2 separate regions of the Mus musculus genome follow, and region 2 is linked to region 1. A link is a contact called in public HiChIP or PLAC-seq data. All regions are on one chromosome and are shown on one strand. Each heading gives the region's core, a stretch centred on a gene start, on an enhancer-like site or on the middle of the called end of the contact. The rest is flanking DNA. Distances are from core to core; before and after follow the strand shown. Region 1 has its middle 35 kb from the start of Gm9725. Region 2 overlaps Inpp4b (inositol polyphosphate-4-phosphatase, type II).

Region 1 (5,595 bases), core at 1,546-4,045:
GCTTCCTTCTTCTTGCTCCATTACCTCAAGACTTTTGTCCTCATCAGTATTCTCCAGACTGGCTCGCTGTGATCCCTGCAATACAGATAGCAGGGAGGAGGAGGAGCCAGAAATGGAGACCATCCAAGACAGGCAGTTTCCTCTTTGGCAAGCGATACAAGTTTCATATCACACCTTCCCACTCTCTCATAGCACAAGCATCTCACTTTTTCTCTCCGATTCTGAAGCATCTTGCTTACCAGAGAAGTACTTTTAACTTAGGAATAGAAAAATATCCAGACAAGTCCTGATTAAGGGCTATGGCACAGTCCAAATGCCCAGCAAGCAGAGAAGGTGTGACAGTAAGAGCAGGGAGCATGCTGGTCACATCACATCTGCATGCAGGAGGCAGAGAGTAAATAAGAAGCAGGGCTGGGCTGTCAAGCCTCAAGATCCAGCCCCTGTGACCCATTTCTTCCAGCAAAGCTCCACATCCCAAGTATTCCACAGCCTTCTCAACCTTCTGCACCAATCAGAGAGAAGTGTTCAAATGCATGTGCCTGTGGGCACTTTCCATATTCTGACTACGGCACTTTTGAGGCACTTGACATATAAAGGCAGACAGAAAGGACCTGTGATCCAGAATAAACCTTTTCCCCCATAAGTTGATTTTGTCAGAGTATTTTATCACAGCAACAGGGGAAAAAATTTAAACCGTAAGCAATAACAAAACTGAATTAATAAAGATTAATAAAAATACATTTGTGTTGAGACATAGTGACACCCTTATAAGGACTGGAGAACTCCAGTTCTGATTCTCTATATTAAAAGTGAACTGTGTGTCCCGTCTGGCAAAGGGGTTGAAGCCTCAGTTGAGTTCTGCAACACGTGATGCTGCGGGCTCCTTAGCAACCTGCTACACTTGCTTTATGCTTTAATATTTCCAGAGCAAGAGGGAGCACTGCTGTGATGATTTCACAAAGACAGAGCAGACCTACTGCTCAGTAAACTTGGCTTAAAAACTGGCTGGACTGCATTCTTAACATAAATAGAGAGGCTGACCGACCTTATAAGCCTACTGGCCTTAGAAGCCAGAAGGCATTCTTCTAACCCCTCCCCCAAAGAGCTGCACTTTTCTCTCATTGGAAGTACATGTCAGGCCTCTACTCATAGACCTGGAAAATATAAGCAGTTTTCTGAGTCTCAGAACTATGCTCATGAGCAGACAGATTACAAAGTGAAACTGTATATGTGCTTGAATCAGAGTATTGTGGGGGAGCTGTGGCTAGAATGTTTTTATACAGCCTACTGAACTTTGCAAACTACGATGCACTGAGTGATTTGAATTTAGAATAAATTGGCTTTGAAGATTTCGTTGAGAATACATTAGTTCCAGAAGCAAAGTAAAAATGAAAATATTTCATTTTAAAGATTTTACTTTTACTCCAGAAATTTGGTCATAGAAACAAATTAAGTATTCAGATGTCAATCGTGCCGCCATTGTACTAACAGGATTGCCAGCATCTGTATGTAAACCTCTCTAATTAGCTGAATTGTGTAATCCAAAAACAAACAGTATAATGTGGAGTGAAAATTTCCAGTGTGTTCCCATGAATTAGCATAAGCAATGTCAGAAAGGCCAATTTCTTGGTCTTTCTTTCCACAACAGATATCCCTGATTTTAGATTAGAATTTGATGAATTAGCAAAATCATGGAGAAACCTAGGAACAGGTATGGTTGGGAGAAGGAGAAGAACTGGTATGAGTTGAGACCATTCTTATTTGCAAGAAACAATTCTGGCCTCAAAGTCAGAGATCCACCTGCCTGAGTGCTTGGACTAAAAGTGTATACCACCATTCAGAGCAAGAAACAATACTTAAACTAGGTTAGGTTAACAATAGATTTATTGACTAGAAATCTGCATGGCTGCAAGTCAAACAAGATCTAAGCCCACCCTGACACGAGCTAGGCAACCCATTGGGATTACCATTCCCAGGTTCAGGACCATCTCAGTCTAAGCTGTAGTGTGGAGACTGGCAGCTGTGATTCATAGAGAAGAGAAAACATTGCAAGGAAGAGACCTGATTAACTTAGGTTTCATGCACAGCAGGAAACTGCTCACTGGAGAGTTCTTGTATTCACCCCTGAGTCAGGCAGGTCTGGATGCTAACTCTACTAGGGTACAAGAGAAGTAGAAGTGGAAAGGTCGCTTACCTTTGTTACCAGCAGAAAAGAAGAAAAACTGGGTAACCACACACCCGGCTAGTCACATCGCTTCTCTTTCTTTAAGAGGCAGAAAGGAAAGGAGGGAGGGAGAAATGAGAATGATGGAAGAGAAGCGCCTTAGAGTCAAAATTAAATTTTTTTCTCTTTATTTGAAGTGTAAAATGAGGACTTTTTTCTTTATTTACAGAGACATGCATATATATTGAAACTAGAAGCAGAAAGATATCTGCACAGAATTTATAGGTATCCAGTTTTATTTCACATTAGCTTTTAGAGAAAGGTAGGTAGGTAAACAAAATAAGGGCCTTAAAATATCCATGTCATCACCCCTGGAATCTGACTATGCCATCTTCCATGCTGTCTTAGGATCTTGGCCATGGCAACTCTTATAAAGGAAAGCATTTCATTGGGGCTGGCTTACAGTTCAGAAGTTTAGTCCATTTCATCACGGTGGGAAGCATGGTGGCCTGCAGACAGATGTGAAGCTGGAGAGGGAACTGAAAATTTTACATCTGAATCAGTATGCAGCAGGAAGAGAGAGTGAGCCACTGGGCCTGTCTAGAGCTTTGAAACCTCAAAGCCAACTCTCCTCCTCCCTCCCTCCCCCATCCAGTGACACACTTCCTCCAACAAGGCCATGCCTACTTCCTATTAGCGCCCCTTCCTATGAACTTATGGGGACACTTTCATTCAAACCACCACACAGGACAAAGAGACTTTGAAAATGTGACTTAGGATACTTGGTCACATACAAGCAAAAATCACCTGGATTATTCAGGCAGACCCAGATCGATCTCTGCCATATTTAAAAAAAGACAATGATGAAGGAGGTCACATAGACATGTGGGTTTTGAACATGGGGAAAGAGTTCTAGGAGTTAGCCATGCAGATGATGTCTGACACAGGAAAAGCAAGAAGACATTGTCTTCTAGACTAAAGCTTTCAGAAAGGAACCTGGTTCTGCCAGCCCAATGAGACCCATTGGTCAGACTCCAGTCTACAGCTGAGAGAAAATAGATAATGTGTGTTATCTTCTGTCTTAGAGTTTGTGGTGACTTGCTATTGTACTGATAGAAAACTAACCTAAGGAGGCACAAACATAGATATAGGATTTTATTAAGAAAACACACAACACACAAAATCTGTATCATTTGCTTCTGGTGACAAACTGCAAAGTAGCTAAGCTCAGACCTTATTAGAGGATTCTTTGGTAAAAGAATATTATGTGAGGTATAAATTATACCATGTTCACAAGAGGTGTCAAAAGGTCAGTGGACAACTTTAGTTTTTTTGTTTGTTTGTTTGTTTGTTTTCTCTACTGACTCTTCTTCAAAACAGCCTATGTTGTGGGGAAAACTTTTAAAAGTTATTAAATCCTACAATAATTATACCTTCCCTTGGAGAACTTGAAGGTGCTTGTGTTAACAGGCTTAGGAGGGCAGGAGCCCTGATCAGGTAGACAACAGCCAAATGGGCTGTTGAGTTATGAGAGGACAGAGAGACTCAGAGGCATACACACCACCATTCTGAGCCGCCTGAGGAGCCCCCTAATCTTCAAGGACCTTGACTCAGGCCAAAGTGGGATTCATGGCTCAAATGAAATAGTGATATAACAATAATAATAATAATAATAATAATAATAATAATAATAATAATAATAATAATAATAATATAACAATATCAAGCCTAGTAGAGTTGGGAGTTTCCATTAAAGATAACATAATCCAGATTTTAAGCATAAGGGTTAGGAGAATAAGAGGCAATCATAAAGAAAGACATATCCAAGTGCATCTATTTATAATATATCCAACTCATACATGTTATTTCAGTGGCTCTCAAGCTACCTCTCAGTGACTAAGAAACCATTTCCTCTCTCTCTCTCTTTCTCTCAATGTGACAAGTGAGATGGATCAAGAATTACAAGATAAGGTAAAAGCAAAACTAACTAGGTTTGCACAACGGGTTTAGAACATGTACTCTCCCTGTAAATGGCCTTTCTGCTGGGATACCTGAAGGGAATTCCTAGGAAGGAATGCAGGACTTAAGTAGCTGTTAGTCGTGCTAAAATTCTTGTTTCTCTACTGGCCAGGTTCCTCTGTGAGGGACTCCTCTCTCTTCTCATGTCCCCATACATTTCCAGTCTTTCTAACCAGCAACAAGGCAAGAAGGCACTGTATAAGTCTGAATTCACACGTGTGGCTAGACTGGCATGTAAGCCTTTCTTCTGTCAGGTTCCAGGGGATTCCAAGAGTCATGCTTGGGACCTGGGCAAACAGTGACAGTGGGAATTATCCCTGTCCCTCAGGGAATTTACATGTGAATAAAACTCAGCTAGGACTATAAGGAGAGAATGGACGCCCTGAGAAGAGGAGGCTCTTGTTCAAATGTCAATAAATAGCCTCATTAGTCAGGCTAGATAGACTTTTAAAAACAAAACAAATAAACAAAAACAAAAACAAAAAAACAGAATAAAGAGCCATCCTGTAAGCCTGCGAGAGAGCCGTCCTGTACGCCTCAGAACCATCCTGTACACCCGGGCTATGGTGTCCTCAGCTCTGGGTCTCCTGAGGGTGGGAGCTTCATTTGTTCTATGTATTCTTCAGTGCCTGGCATTGGACTCCTGGTGGTGGTAACACATGGATTGTTCCACCTTCAAGAGATGCCTGGGTTCTTGCTTGGCTTGGAGCCATCCTAACAGAGCTACCTTGAACCTCTTCACTAACCGATCGGTTCCAGAGCCTGCCCTCCTTTGGTCTCTCAGTGTATACCAGCTGCTTAAACTGAGCCATGATCCTTACTGATGCTATGAAGATGCACGGCAGTGAGTGCTTTTCTCCAGGGGATGGCATGACATTATATGGCAAAGACATGAAGGTGATAGAGGAGGAAACTTTAGTACTGTGTATATTGTATCTCCTTCTTTTAAAAATTGTTATTTGATGTGTCTACATGAGTATATATGTGTGTACACTACATGCATGCAGTGTCTATAGCCATGTGGGTGCTGATAACTGAACCTGTGTCTTTTCACAAGCAAATGTTTGCACTGCTGAGGAACCTCTCTGGTCCCTATCTCATTCTTAAAGTGAAAACAAGAAATTCTTCCCTCCAACTCCTGGGCCTCTGCACCAACTGCTCTCAGGGCTTCAAATGCCCTCCATAAAATTTTACAATTTCCATTTGGTTGTTATCTGTCTTCCCGCTAAAGCTTAGTTGTTAGAAAGGAAGAAATGATTACTTCTCTCTTCACTCCTGTATCACAAACCTCTAGAAGATTGTGCAGCTCACAGCATGCATTTGACTCATCTTGTAGAGTTAATGAATGGAATCTGTCAGAGATAAGTCCAGGGGACCTGTTGGATCACTATTATAACCATGCCCTAAGAAGA
Region 2 (5,595 bases), core at 1,190-3,689, 410 kb before region 1:
GGGACTAAACCACCAATCAAAGAAATCACATGGTGGGACTCATGGCTCTTACTGCATATGTAACAGAGGATGGACTACTTGGTCATCAATGAGAGGAGAGGCCCTTGGTCCTCGGAAGGTTCTATGCCTCAGTATAGGGGAATGCCAGGGCCAGGATGCAGGAGTGGGTGGGTTGGAAAGCCGGGGGAGGGGATAGGGGATATTTGGAGGGGAAACTAGGAAAGGGGATAACATTTGAAATGTAAATAAAGAAAATTATCTAAGAAAAAAAAAAGAAAACACAAAGAAATTAACAGGTGTGGCCAAGGATGTGGAGAAATACAAGTGCATCTGCTACTGGTGGAGATATAAATTAGAATAGACACTATGAAAAACAGGAAGGCAATATATCAGGAAACCAAAAACAGAACTACCATTATGAACCAGAAATTCTATTACCTATACAGAGTATAGAAATTGTTACATCAAAAACATGCTTGCAGCCCCCTGTTCCTTTCAGCCCTGTATACAATAGCCAAAATTTAGACTAAACTCAGATGTCCTTCCATGAATAGAGACAATGGCATATTTTCACCATAAAAAATACCAATATCCTATCATCTGAAGTAACATGGATGAAATTGGAGGGCATTATTCCATGTGAAATAAGCCAGACACAGAAAATCAAATACCACATGTCCTCTGGGAAAACTAGAGACTGGGAAAGGAGGGGTTTAAGATGGAACAGAGTTCAAATAAAGACACCGGAGTCCAGCTATGGTGTAGGAGTCCCTAATTTTGTTTATCATTGTAGAGATACCAATGAATAAACATCATAGGACACACTTCACAATGACCACAGGACATGAAATTCCCAACACATAAAAACGAGGAATGAAGAAATCAATTGTATTAAATTATAATATACTGCATACATGCACTAAATTGCCATACATAACAAGAAAAGATGTAGCCATACAGTCTCAATAATGAGTTACAATTAAAAAGGAGAAATATGTACATGGATATGAAGCAAGAGTTAGCATACTGTGGAGCTAGGTTGAAATTGGCAGTATCTCTATTCCATCTACGTCATGAGCAGACAGATGGATGATAGATGCCCTATCAGATCTCAGCAATGACCTCTTTTAAGGGATTAAATAGGGGAATCACGGTTTAGGGCCATTACAGAGCCAGTAAGCTGCACACTTCGGCCCCAGGTTCAAGGTTGGCTAATGATGTGCTTCTCATGTATCCACAGCACTTGCCCCCTGTATCAAGTCCTGGTGGGGTCATTTCATGGGTCAAATAATTGGAGCATGATTTCATCACCTGTGAATATAATTAAAACTAACAGCCTCGGTGTTGGGGAAAATCTCGGCACAGTCTTCTACTACTACTAAAATGGATACGAAACTCCAGTAAACTTGATGTTTCTCTTACAAGTTAAATTAAAAACTCACAAATGAATAACTTCAGGATGAAGCAGAGGCAACTTTATATTAGAAGAGTCATTGTTAGAATTTTCTTTGAGGGAGAAATTCTCTTTATATTCTTTTAACAGCCTTTGTTGAAATGTTTTTAAATGCAACTTACATCAAAAATTTTCTGAACAAGAGAGATGGAAAGAAGTCTATTTTTTTTTTTACTATTTATAAAAACTGCTTGGTATTTGGTTGATAGACAGTCATTCAGGATAGGATCCTAGCACCAAAAATCCAAAAGATTAGACTGAGTCCTCCTAATGTGAAGTAATCTAACCAGATAAGAACTGCATCAACAAATAAATTCCATCCATTGAACACTGACAAGCTATAGTTTGTTATTAACGTCTATAAATATTTACCTACCTTGTTAAGGCCTAAATTGTGGATTGCAATTCACAGAACATATAGTTTTCCTATCTCCATGCTGTTTTGTCAATTGGTGAGAAAGCATTCACAATTAGTGTGTTGTCTTCCTAAATGTTCTGAGTTCCATGCAATAACAAAACAGATTCTGAATATCTTAGGCATTAGTAAATGAGCAGGGTACAGGTATTGGTATTCAAAAATTAATGCCACACTCTCTTCTGAGATTTGGTAGCTACAAAACACACATCTGCAATGACAATGAAAATAAAAATCCAAAGAGCCAATGCTTATGCAATACATAATGTATGCACCACAGGGCACACCTGTGGAAATGGAGGGTGTAACATCAAGTACACTTTCTGAGAAGATGTGCAGACCTTACAAGTATATTGAAATAAGAAACACCAAGAGGAAGGGTACAGTAACTTTGAGCAGAAACAAGCATAAAATAATCTCATAAGACTTTATATCTTTACAATTCTACTTTTATATTTCATTAAAATTATGAGATAAGTGTTGTTTTCAAATATGATGTTCTAATAAAGTTCCTTTTTGTGACAAGGGTCACGGAAACCCTAGGAGATTACTGCTGACACCTAGTGGCATGATGTTTAAATGCTTAATGCGCTTAAAGAGAGATGATACAGACTATGCATAGTGTATAATACATGCATACATACATACATGCATACATACACACATACACACATACATACGTATACATATATATGGAAGAACTGAATTACAAACTATTAATTTCAGTCCAGGTATTTAATTTTCAGTCAATTGAGTCTCCTTCATGACTAGTCCCTCAATATTGAATAAATTAAAACTACCATGTCTGTTAACCCTTAAGAAAACCAATTCCTTCAAATCTCCTTAGTCTTTTTCTGGATATTGGCAATGGGAACCCCAACTCATAATAAATCTACTTTAACCTCAATAGGTTTTATTTTATCCCAACTTCTCAAAGACCCAGGTTTGACATTCAGTGTTTACATAACGTAGAAGCCTTGTCTACCATCGAGCAGGGTGTGTTAAATCTCACTCCACATTCAAATGCTGGCACACCCAAAATGGCCATGAAACTGCCACACATGATCCCAGAGGATCAGATATATGACACTTGTGCATGGTAGGACAGGGCTTCTTCAAGGGTCTCTAGTATCCACATGGATGATGAGACAGAAAACACAAAAGAAACTGAAATGATTATGACATTAACCAAGACCCTACAGATAATTTCTATCAGATGCAACAATTGTGTGTGTGTGTATGTGTATATAAGAATGTGTAACAAAAGAAAGACACTCTATTTCTAGATGCACTTTTCTGCTACAGCACTACAGCACTTGGGAACACAGCAGGTAAAAATTAAATTAATAAATTAATACATAACTATTTACTTTTATTAATTTTTGTGTAAGATGTAAAACAGGAAAAGGTCACAAAAGACACTGACTTTTCTCTTAGTCCAAAGTAACTTTTCTGAGTAACTCAGGTTAGACATTTCATCAACAACATGTGCAGTGTGGCACACACAATGACAAATGCAGTGTGGCCCACAACAATGGGTGACAAGATTGGCCATCTTCCTAGGGCCCAAAGTATGTCCCACCCGTGAATTTATAAATTACTGGATTGTCAGTATGATTTTATTCTTATTGAAAATATGTGATGAAAATAGTATATGTTCTCCAGATAAGCCTAATTAATGCAGAGCATAGCTAAGTTATAGCTCTCATAGTACAAAGGAATCTTTCAGCCTTTTAAATGCTCCTTCAATGAAAATCTTGGAGAATCAAAGAGCATGCATATTCATTCAAAGGATATCTATATTACACATTGGAGTGAAGGCAAATGGAAAACAACATATTTTCAAAATTATATTGAAAGAAAAATCATCATTACAGATGGCTTTATTTAAAATGATAGAAATATATACACATGTAAGCATACATATACATGTGGAAGCAGAAGGACATATGTAAGCCAATGTAAATCAAAAATACTGGAATAGATTATGTATTTAAGCAATGATATATGGGTGCGCCTGAGACACAGACACCCACAATGAGAGAGAGGGGGTAGGGGGGAGAGAGAGAGGGAGGGAAGAGAGAGGAAAGAGAGAGAGAGAGAGAGAGAGAGAGAGAGAGAGAGAGAGAGAGAGAGAGAGAGAGAGGGAGGGAGGAGAGAACTGGAATATGACAAAGATCTCAGAAGCTAATTTGTGTGTGTGTGTGTGTGTGTGTGTACATAAGTGTGCCACTATACATGCAAGTGTGTGTGTGTGCATGTGTGTGAAGGCTAGAGGCTGATGGGCATCTCACTCTGTCAGTCTTTTTTTTCATTGGAGTTTTTGAGCTGGGTGTTCACTGATTGAGCACCTCTGGCTGGCTGTATGAACTAAACCCTCCTGTCCCCATCTGCATAATGCTTGGGTTAAAGGGAGAGACATAGATAAGTGATCAGCCTCACGTGCATCTGACTCAGTAGGTTATGTCAGTCAGTTGCTCTCTATGTACATATGTAATACATAATGATAGAAGAAGACATGGTTTTAAGAGAAGATATGGGAGTGACCATAGGAGAAGTTGGAGGAGAAAAGATAAATCTGATGAAAGCGTATCATACTCATTGCATGAAAAAAACATATATGTATGCATACATATATGCATACATACATACATACATACATACATACATACATACATACATACATATTGTCTGAGTTTTGAGAGCACTAATTGCTTGACACAGTGACTACATCTAGGCAAAGCAGAGTCCTCATCAAACATGAGCTCTGAATTAAGCCCTGCTACAACTGCCTCACACACATTGGGCCTCAGGAGGATCCAAATTTCCACTTAAAACCATGCTTTTTATTATTCCGTTTCAATTTTTCATGTTCTGCTTTCTGTTGTTATTAAAATGATGTATGTGTGCTAATAATAAAAAATTTGTGATACATTCTTAAAATATCAAAATATTTATCATTCTAAATATTAGCATGTAATACATCAAGAAAAGAAAACAACAGTAAAATCAATCTATAAGTAGTATACTTAAAAAGTATTTCTCAATGCTCTGGAATATATGTAAGAAATCATTAATACAGTTTATTTAAATTTCTCAAAAGTATGTTTCCACTAAAGCCTAGATTCCAGCCTAGAGTGCAAAAGTTTTGCTAAGCCTTTAATTTTATATCTTAGTGTCCCCAAAAAAGTTAAATGTATTTGAGAAGAAAATCTGATGTTCATGCACAATAAAAATAAATTACAGGGACTGGAGAGGTGGCTCAGCTGTCAGGAGCACTTACTGCTCTTTCAGAGGATATGGCTTCAGCTCTCAGATCCTACAGGGAAGCTCAGAACTGTTCATAACTCCAGTTCCATGGAATGTGATACCCTCTTCTGGCTTCTATATATACATCATCCATATAATACCCATGTAAATAAAATAAATCTAAAAGCACAGTTTAAAAATACAGTACAAATCTTAAGTATTGTTAATGAAATTCAATGTATTTTCAGATAAGGAGAACAGGTAAATATTGAACAAAATAAATATATACTTATACATAACTATTTATGGAATATAGTACAATATACTATATTTTATATGATATATAGAATCACACTGTGTATGAAAAGGACATTTTGACTTGAATAATAGAAATTTCCTTTACGTTTGGATTACAAAATTATGTACATTGTAAGTTACAGATATCAAATATTTAACATAATGCAATTATACATGATAA

What was found. HiChIP or PLAC-seq counts read pairs in DNA pulled down with a chosen protein or histone mark.
Region 2: a RAD21 HiChIP or PLAC-seq map of pro-B cells shows a contact between it and region 1, with 12 times the contacts expected there. The contact joins two enhancer-like sites. A contact is called at or near these places in 1 of 15 datasets of contacts at CTCF or cohesin (pro-B cells), 29 of 484 Hi-C or Micro-C datasets (the 63-12 cell line, the C10 cell line, DN2 thymocytes and 19 more) and 1 of 115 datasets of contacts at active chromatin or transcription factors (large pre-B cells).

The regions. Positions count from the first base shown.
Region 1 is chr8:81,064,156-81,069,750 of GRCm38.p6, reverse strand. No RefSeq gene overlaps it. Among named protein-coding and RNA genes, the nearest start is that of Gm9725, 35 kb to the right of the region's middle. Within about 2 kb of position 2,795, at least 4 of the 459 cell types and tissues checked have an H3K27ac peak or open chromatin away from gene starts, as enhancers often do. A contact at or near this core is called in pro-B cells, where this site is marked.
Region 2 is chr8:81,475,700-81,481,294 of GRCm38.p6, reverse strand. All of the region lies in intron 2 of Inpp4b (inositol polyphosphate-4-phosphatase, type II), which reads right to left. Among named protein-coding and RNA genes, the nearest start is that of Gm51582, 140 kb to the right of the region's middle. Within about 2 kb of position 2,439, at least 6 of the 459 cell types and tissues checked have an H3K27ac peak or open chromatin away from gene starts, as enhancers often do. A contact at or near this core is called in pro-B cells, where this site is marked.